Linked DNA regions of Sus scrofa: all the other regions are linked to region 1. The links are chromatin contacts, called in public HiChIP or PLAC-seq maps. All regions are on one chromosome and are shown on one strand. The core of a region is the stretch at or near the end of the contact, and the rest is flanking DNA. Distances in the headings are between cores, read along the strand shown.

The links. HiChIP or PLAC-seq counts read pairs in DNA pulled down with a chosen protein or histone mark.
Region 2: a contact with region 1 is called in an H3K27ac HiChIP or PLAC-seq map of alveolar macrophages. The contact joins the promoter of NCR3 here to the promoter of CSNK2B in region 1. A contact is called at or near these places in 1 of 5 promoter capture datasets (fetal skeletal muscle), 5 of 47 Hi-C or Micro-C datasets (blood, liver and skeletal muscle) and 2 of 2 datasets of contacts at active chromatin or transcription factors (alveolar macrophages and skeletal muscle).
Region 3: an H3K27ac HiChIP or PLAC-seq map of alveolar macrophages shows a contact between it and region 1. The contact joins the enhancer-like site here to the promoter of CSNK2B in region 1. A contact is called at or near these places in 2 of 5 promoter capture datasets (fetal liver and skeletal muscle), 29 of 47 Hi-C or Micro-C datasets (adipocytes, adipose tissue, alveolar macrophages and 14 more) and 2 of 2 datasets of contacts at active chromatin or transcription factors (alveolar macrophages and skeletal muscle).

The regions. Positions count from the first base shown.
Region 1 is chr7:23,779,838-23,782,537 of Sscrofa11.1, reverse strand. CSNK2B (casein kinase 2 beta) reads right to left here and starts at 1,344. Exons shown (of 7, transcript NM_001145377.2): 1 at 1,336-1,344; 2 at 652-734. The coding sequence starts at 723. It overlaps GPANK1 (G-patch domain and ankyrin repeats 1), which reads left to right and starts at 2,192. Exons shown (of 3, transcript NM_001145383.1): 1 at 2,192-2,700.
Region 2 is chr7:23,715,589-23,718,288 of Sscrofa11.1, reverse strand. NCR3 (natural cytotoxicity triggering receptor 3) reads left to right here and starts at 1,301. Exons shown (of 5, transcript XM_013977630.2): 1 at 1,301-2,306; 2 at 2,408-2,495. The coding sequence starts at 2,453. It also overlaps a transcript of AIF1 not described here.
Region 3 is chr7:23,866,783-23,869,482 of Sscrofa11.1, reverse strand. MSH5 (mutS homolog 5) reads right to left here. Exons shown (of 24, transcript NM_001195358.1): 12 at 1,311-1,439; 13 at 953-1,025; 14 at 683-792; 15 at 370-450; 16 at 50-137. Among named protein-coding and RNA genes, the nearest start is that of MSH5, 15 kb to the right of the region's middle. Within about 2 kb of position 1,327, at least 1 of the 83 cell types and tissues checked has an H3K27ac peak or open chromatin away from gene starts, as enhancers often do. A contact at or near this core is called in alveolar macrophages, where this site is marked.

The sequences.
Region 1 (2,700 bases), core at 95-2,594:
CCAGGAACTCCTGTATGCTGTGGGACGCCTCCAGCCCTCCCCCTGCAAAAAGAGTTCCTGTCGTGGCTGAGCGGTAATGAACCTGACTAGTATCCTTGGATCCCCAGGTTGCTGTGGCTGGGGCATAGGCCAGCAGCTGCAGCTTTGATTCAACCCCCGCCTCCAAAAAAAAAAAAAAAAAAAAAAATCCTGTCCCCATTCCTGCTTCCCATCTCTAAGAGTCAGTTTTGGCCTCTCCTTAGGGGCAGCTGGCTTGCTGAGGAAGGTGGAGGCTGAACAGCTTGGGTTCTGAAGGCGCTCACAATCCCTTATGTTAACACACAGCTCTGCACGTTACAAAACATTTTAACGTGAGGTGTCTTAATTCTCCTAATAGCTACCAGAAACAGGTGCTACCGGTAGCACTGTGGTAATAAAAACATGGGTTGATGAGTCCAACATTACATTGCTGGAGGGTGGCAGGGTCAACCTGAGGCCCAGTCTTGCCTTCAGTATGAGTTAGTGAGAGAATTACTAAGGAGACTCTTTCTTAACGTGAAAGGGTTTTTACGGAAGACTGTAAAACAAGTATCTAGAAACTGAATATATACTATGCGAGAGAATGCCTGGCCAGATTATATGTGGAAAGGGACAAGGAGGTTAAGAACTCACTTCACAGAAGAATTCATTGCCACGGAGCCCACAGAACCAGGAAATCCAGGACACCTCCTCTGAGCTGCTCATCTTCACTTCAGCTAGAAAAAGAAGAGTGTCAGCCTAAGCTCTCCTCCCTGCCTCTGATATCCTCCCTCTTCCCACACTTTGCCCTCCAACCACAGAAGAATTTAGGGCCACCCTTTCTTAAAGGATCCTAGACTGGAGCAGTTCTCTCCAGCTCCTCCTATTCACACCTCAACCCCTTTTTTCAGAGACAGGAAATTCTCTGGGGTCCCAACACTTGTGTGTAACCGGCAGGTCTTGACCCATTAGTCCTATCCACATCCCTAACGCTCCCCAAGGCCAGGCCCCTCTCTCCTCTATGTCAACTCCAGCAGGGCCTGCGGCTCAGATTCCCTACCCCCGCAAGTCTCCGTTTGTCCCCGGCCCCATTCCCAAGGTTTCCGAAGTTTCTTTCCAGGCAAGAGCTAAGCTCCTCTTTTTCTCAAAGTCTGGGGATGGCAGTTAGGTCCCTTTCACGGGAGTCTCCTTATCCCGCCTCCATCCTTCAGACCACCCCCTCCTTCCTTCGGTCCCGGACCTGGTCACTTCCTTCCCCACCCCCACATCAAGGCACGGAGACCCCTTGTGCCGCGCCCAGGAACAGGGGACGCGGCGCGGCAACGACCTCAGACTCACCGGCTGGACGGGGACTGGGACCGGGGGGGCGGGGAGGGGAGGGGAGTTTCTGCTTCCAAGGAACCGCGGCGACGGCTACAACGCAGGCCGCGGATCCAACCGCGGCAGGCGAAGTGGGGCGGGGGGAGTGGAAACTGGGGAGGGTGGGGAAGAGGGCAACGCGCAAGCGCTTAAAATCGTGCGCCGCGGTGAACGCCGGGAGATGGAGTCCTCGGAAGCTAGAAACTGGCGCAACTGAGAAAGGGCGAACTACGAATCCCAGGACGACCCGCCCACGACCCTGGTGTCGCGAGGCCCCTGAGGGAAACGCTCCGGGGCGGGGCGTAGGGAGCCGCCACCGGAAGCGGAAACGCAGTACCGTGTTCTGGGCCAGGGAGCCTGGGAAATATAGTCGAGTGATCTTATCACCGTGGGGCTGAGAGGGGGCGGGGAAAGGAACAAGACAGGCTGGATCATTTACTGCCGCTCCCTCTCACACAACGAGCCTCAGGCGTGCGGCCCTGCTACCCAGACCATTGACCTCATCACCGACCAGCTGCCTGGCCCTTATCGCTTGTGGAGCCCCCCTGTCCGAGTCAGCCTGCCAAGGAGACCCTCAACGGGGCCCATATTTCACTCAAGGGTTTGATCTCCTGAGGTGGGAGGTGAGGCCGGGTTCCGCGCTGAGGGACCTGGGTAGGGTGTGCTGGCTGAGCTGAGAGGTGTGAGAATCGGGAAGGTCCCGTGCGCTAACCTGAGGTGGCGCCAGCCATTCTGTTGCTCGTCCCCTTGCACTTCTCCATTTCCTTTTAAGGCTTGAACAGGGCCTTCTGCTGCGGGTGCTAAGTGCGACCTTCCAACCCTGGTCAGATTAATGGTGAGGGGCTGCGTGACTATTTCATTTCACGGCTTCTGGGCATTCTCCGCCTCAGGGCCTTTCTTAACCCAGAGGGTGGTTTCCCAGGTCCAGAAAATGAGCTTGGAGCGGGGGCCACGTTGAGGGAGGCGAAGAGCATTGTGGGGGCGTTAGGTAAAAGCAGGACCCCAACCGACAGATATTTCTCGATCCTCGCGCTACCAGGGCACGTGGCGTTTTGCGCTTGTGTTATTGGAAAGATTCCAGGGCGGGAAATAGCCCGGAGCAGCGCGCCTGCGTGCTCCAGTATTGTTTTTGTTTGTCCCCCGCCCGCTCCCCATTCAGCTGCGCATGCGGCTTTGACTGTGGACGCCTTTGCTTAGAGTAGCGCCATTTTGCAGTACGGAAGCTGCAAAGCAACGAGTGGAACCTCCCCGCGAATCGGCTTCCTGCTTCCGGACAAATGTCAAGTCTGTTTTTGTTTAAGAATACCCCGAAATAGGATCCAGGAAGATTTAAAGAGCCAGGCT
Region 2 (2,700 bases), core at 52-2,551, 64 kb after region 1:
ACACTAAGCCTCCACCACAGTGTGGTCTGAAAATTGACAGATGCTACTCCCATCTTACAGATGTGTAAGCAGTAGAGCCATGATTCCAATTTATGATGACTTGACTTCTAAGCCGCATTACTCTGGAACTTGGAGCAGTGCTATGTGATTGAGTATGCCCTGTGAAATATGGAGTTTTGTCCCCAAGCCAGTTGCCCATTCCAGCTCCTCACACCCACTCTACTGGTACTGACCTTCCCTCCCCAAACTACGGGGTTCTCATGGTTGAGCAGAAGAGACAATTTTCTTCACATTGACTCTTTGGACAGGGCAGATGCTGGAATTAAGGCCTGGTTGAGAAAAGCCATCTATTGGTGCCTCAGTTCTCCCCGTGCTCTGTGACCGCCAGGGGGCAGCCCTTGCCTTGCCATGGCACCTCAGTTCCACACCCTCTGGTTAGATGGTCTGGAAGATGCAGCCACTCCACTGATGGAGAATGGCTGTGAGTCCTGCCCCGACTGTGTGGTACCCATGCCTGTCTAGGTGGTTTATAGAGGTTCAACAATTTGTTCGAGATTATGTAACTAGTCGGGGTTCCCGCTGTGGCGCAGCAGAAACGAATCCAACTAGAATCCATGAGCATGTGGGTTCGACCCCTGGCCTTGCTCAATGGGTTAAGAATCTGGTGTTGTCAAGTTCCCGTCGTGGCCCAGTGATTAACAAATCCGACTAGGAACCACGAGGTTTCGGGTTCTATCCCTGGCCTCGCTCATTGGGTTAAGGATCTGGCGTTGCCATGAGCTGTGGTGTAGGTCGCAGATGCGGCTTGGATCTGGAGTCGCTGTGGCTGTGGTGTAGGCCAGCGGCTACAGCTCCGACTAGACCCTTAGCCTGGGAACCTCCATATGCTGTGGGTGTGGCCCTAGAAAAGACTAAAAGAAAAAAGAAAAAAAAAAAGAATTTGGTGTTGTCATGAGCTGTGGTGTAAGCCTGAAGCTGTAGTTCTGATTCGACCCCTGGCCTGGGAACTTCCGTATGTCTGGGTGTTGCCCTGAAAAGATAAAAAGATTGTGTAACTATTTTGTAGGGGGCTGGCGTGAGAAAACAAACTGACTCCAAATCAGCATTCTTTTGTTTTAGTTTTTTTAAGGCCACACCCACGGCATGTGGAGGTTCCCAGGCTAAGGGTCTAGTCGGAGCTGTAGCCGCTGGCCTACACCACAGCCACAGCGACTCCAGATCCAAGCCGCATCTGCGACCTACACCACAGCTCATGGCAATGCCAGATCCTTAGCATTCTTAATGATAAAAATTACTACTTTTCAAAAAAAAAAAAAAAAAAGAGCTCGTGATTACTGCAGTGGAAGATGGGAACTGCACAGTTTATGAATGTATTGTGACACGGAGCTAGGAATATGGACAGAAAGAAAGAGTGTGTATTCGTATAAAGGAGCCAGAGAGAAAAATGTGTGGTGAGGGCTGGGCAGGTTTCACCCAGCATATTACAGTCATTTGTCTTTCTTAGGTGCTGTGTTATCTAATGCAGGTGTGTAATACACAAGAGTGTATGGCACACTCCCTATATGACTTTGGAGTTACTTGCAACGCAATGTGTCTTTCATTTGTGTCTGTAAAAATGCATTTCGTGTAATGTGGGCATTTTGTAATTTCTCAACAAATGTTAGCTAAATAATGAATAAAAAATAAAAAAGAGTGAATTTATCAGTGGGTGATAAATCTGTGCAGAACACGCTTGTTACACAGACCTCTGAGCGAGGTGTATTCCTTTGACAGCGTTCTGAATCTGAAGGAAGCCAAACTTCTCCATCCGCTGCACTCACTCCGCCAATCCACCCAAGTCCTCACGGTCTAAGTGAAACAGGGTGATTGCTATGCAAATGCAGCTTCCACAAAGTCCCTAGCAACACCCAGGCCGCCAACACCAATCAGCTGACTTCTGCTAATCCTCCCATTTATAGAATTTCTAGAGCAGCCGTGGGAAAGGGAATGGATGGGGTGGACCTGGGTGCTACTGAGCCCAGAGAAGGGGAAGTAGGTTAGCTCAGGGCACAGAAAAGTTCTTGGAGGCTTATTCTTGGTAAAAGGTTGGTCTTGAACCTCAGAAGATGGGGGAACCACATCCTGGTCTCGCCCGTCCACCCACCCTAACGTCACCAGCCATCTAAGCCCCACCCTCCCCCTCAAACGCTTAGGCAACCTGCCCACATGCTGCCCCCACCTCCTAGCGACCCAGATATCGCCGTCAGCAGCATCCTCTTTCATCAGGGAGCCAGGATGTCCAAGGTCCTAGGGACTTGAGGTCCTTGGTAAGTGATGTGTGAGTTGTGTGTGTCATAGGAATGTCCCTACCCCCATCCAGTGACCAAAGGCCTGGTCACCAGCGGTGGGTCATTCTTTTTCCACTCAGCCCTCACTGCTCAGGTCCCCCTCATCAACAGGAACACCCTTCACCATGGCCCGGATGCTGTTGCTCATCTTGATCAGGGTCCATTCAGGTGACAGGATTTGTTTCCAGGACCCTAAGGGGTTGGGGCTGGGAGGAGGGAGGATGAGGGAGGCTGGACACAGATGTCCCAGGGGAGCAGATGTGGTGGAGGCTGAACAGTGAGCCCCAAGGGATGTGGTGAGGAAAGGAGAGTGGGAGCAGCGGGTCCCTCTGTAAAGCCGATACCCCAAGGACTCCCCTAGTTCACAGTTCCC
Region 3 (2,700 bases), core at 78-2,577, 87 kb before region 1:
CATCTCCACGCTGCCCCCACCTCCGCTCTGGCCATTCGCTTCTCCTCACCCCGGATGTCGCAGTGCAGGTCCCCCAGCAATGTATCCAGCTCCTTGGTTCGAGCACTACGATAGTGCAGCTTCTCCTCTGAGAGGAACTGGGCACAAGGGTTCAAAGCCATGAGCTCTGCATCTCTTGGTCCTCTTCCTCACTAACCCCCATCTCCAGGCCTGACCCTGATTTCTTTCTCCGTTGCCTCGGAGCTGGTAAAGGTCAAGGTAAAACCACAGAAGAGGGATCCCATACTGCACAGGGCTGATGGGGTGAGGCCCTCCTTCAGCTGCTGGTTCACTTTCCTTACCACACCCTACAGAGGTCAGGGGTCTTACCATGAAGTCCAGACCCTCGATCTCAAAGTCACTGGTCTCCACCATGGAAGGCAGTCGGGGAATACAAAGAAGGAAGCCGATCTGGGGAGGGTGAAGGAGAGAGAAAGCAGAGGGTGATACACCGGGCACCTTTCCCTGGAGGAAGCCCGAGTTCCCTGTGCCCCCCAGTGCTTCCCTCAGGGGCCTAATGCCACCAAAAGGTGTTCATGACCTGTGATTCCTCCGAGAGTTTCCGATCTGCCAGGGTGTACCTCATAAACCTAATGTTTCCCTAAAAGCCCACTGGGGAGTTCGCCCACCCTCCTGCTCTCACCAGCGGGATGTAGATGACACTGCAGGAGGGGATACGCGAGTCCAGATTCTCCAGCTCCTTCCGAGCAACCTCAGTGAGGAAACTGGGAAGTCCCATCAGCCTTCGTTTTTCTAAGAGGGTGGAAGACACAGGGATATTGCAAATCAGGTTCCTGCCCTGACCGCGATGATTATCTCAAGTTGTGGTGGTCACCAACCGAGGATGGCACCCCGTCACTGGTCGGGCTCATGTTTCAGGGCTCCTGGGCCCGCCCGCACACCTAACACTCACTCTCATCAATTTCAGGATCTATGTTGGGAAGGACTGTGAAGCGATTTTCAGCAAGACTGCCCTCAAAGTCCACCTGAGGAGACAAGAAGTCCAGGTCTTTCCGTCCAGCCCCATCTCATCCTACTCCTCACCTCTGCTTGGGCCCCTGCAGTCCTTGCTTTCACCTAACCCTCCAAGCACACCCCAGGTGTCCTGCCGTCTCCTCTCACCACCCCAGCCCTGGTCATCCAGCTGACCTCAGTGTCTCCCATGCATTCCGCCTTCCATACTGCACTCCCCAGAGTCCAGCCACTCTCCATTATCCAAACCCATCTCTCTCCCCTACACCCCAGGAGCTCCGCCCTTTCCTTCCACGCACCACTTTCCCAATGAGGCTGGCAATGTGGTGTAGGTCATCAGAGAAGTCGTGGGCAATTTCCTGAAAGAGCTGAATGGACTGGGGCAGGGAACGGCAGGCGTCCCTCAGGCCCAGGGCACTGTACACAGTCTGCAGGAGAAATGGACAGAGGAGGGTAGCCCATACCCAGGCCAGGCTGGGGCGAGGGAACAGGGGTGGACTAAGAAGGACAAAGGCCAACAGGGAAAAACACAATAACAAAGACAGAAAATGGCATTTGCAAAACTCTTTGCCAGCACTGCACTAAAGCTGAGGCTCCGAAGACAACTGGGTCCCTTGTTCTAGATGAGAAAGTGCAGTCTAGTGAGGAAGACAGAAATACACCGGGAAGACTGAAAAATGAAGTGGTGGCTGCTTTGATAGAAATGTGTACAATGCCCCAAGAGAGAAGTTCTATAGAGGAAGGAGAAGGAGAAACAGGGATATGAAAGGCAGAGAAGAAGTAAATGTAGGGGCAATGAGAGCACTGGGGCAAGAGAGACAAGAAGAGAGGGTGGGTGAGAGTCACTGAGAGTTAACTCCCCAGAGTGAAAGCCAGTGACCTGAGGTGGCTGCTCTAACCAGGGATTAGACTGGTGGACAGACCCAGTCCATAGGACATTGCTGAGCCTCACTCTGTGTCAGAGGACATGTAAAGTGTACTAATCAAAGGGTTTATCACCCAGCCATGACGGAAACCAGGACACAAGCAGCAGAAACAATGACTATCCATAAGAAAAACTGACATTGTGCAACTGACTAAAATTACTAAATTCAGAGAATAAGAGTAACAGGGCTAAAATAGTTGGGATATCTTTGCCGAGAAAAAGAAATGAGCTGGACCTGGAATAAGGCAAGGAAGGAAGGAGGATATTCTGGATGAGGGCAAGAACATGGGCAAACAGAGACAGGAACAAGAGCTAACACTTACTGAACATTGCCAGGCAATGTTCTAAACTTTTTACGTGTTAATTTCATCCACTCCTCCAAATAATCCTAGATGGGGCCTAGCATGATCTCCGTTTTACAGATGAGCAAGCTGAAGCACAAAGAGGTAACATAACTTGCTCGAGTTCTGAGAGTAAGTAGAACTGGGAATTTAACCCAGGTGTCTGGTTTTTAAGCAGTTACAAATGAGGAAAGGAGGGAGGTCTAGAATGAATGTTATGGTATTGGCTTGGAATCAGAGGTGTGAATATGAATAGACAACTAATTCCAATTCTAGCTTCTATCCCTTCCCCTTTCTTTACCTACAAATAAACTTTTCTTTCGGCTTTCTTTCCTTTCCCTTTTTTTTTCTTTTTTTTTTTTTTTTTTTTTTGTCATACTCTCAACATATGGAAGTTCCCGGATCATGAATTGAATTGGGAGT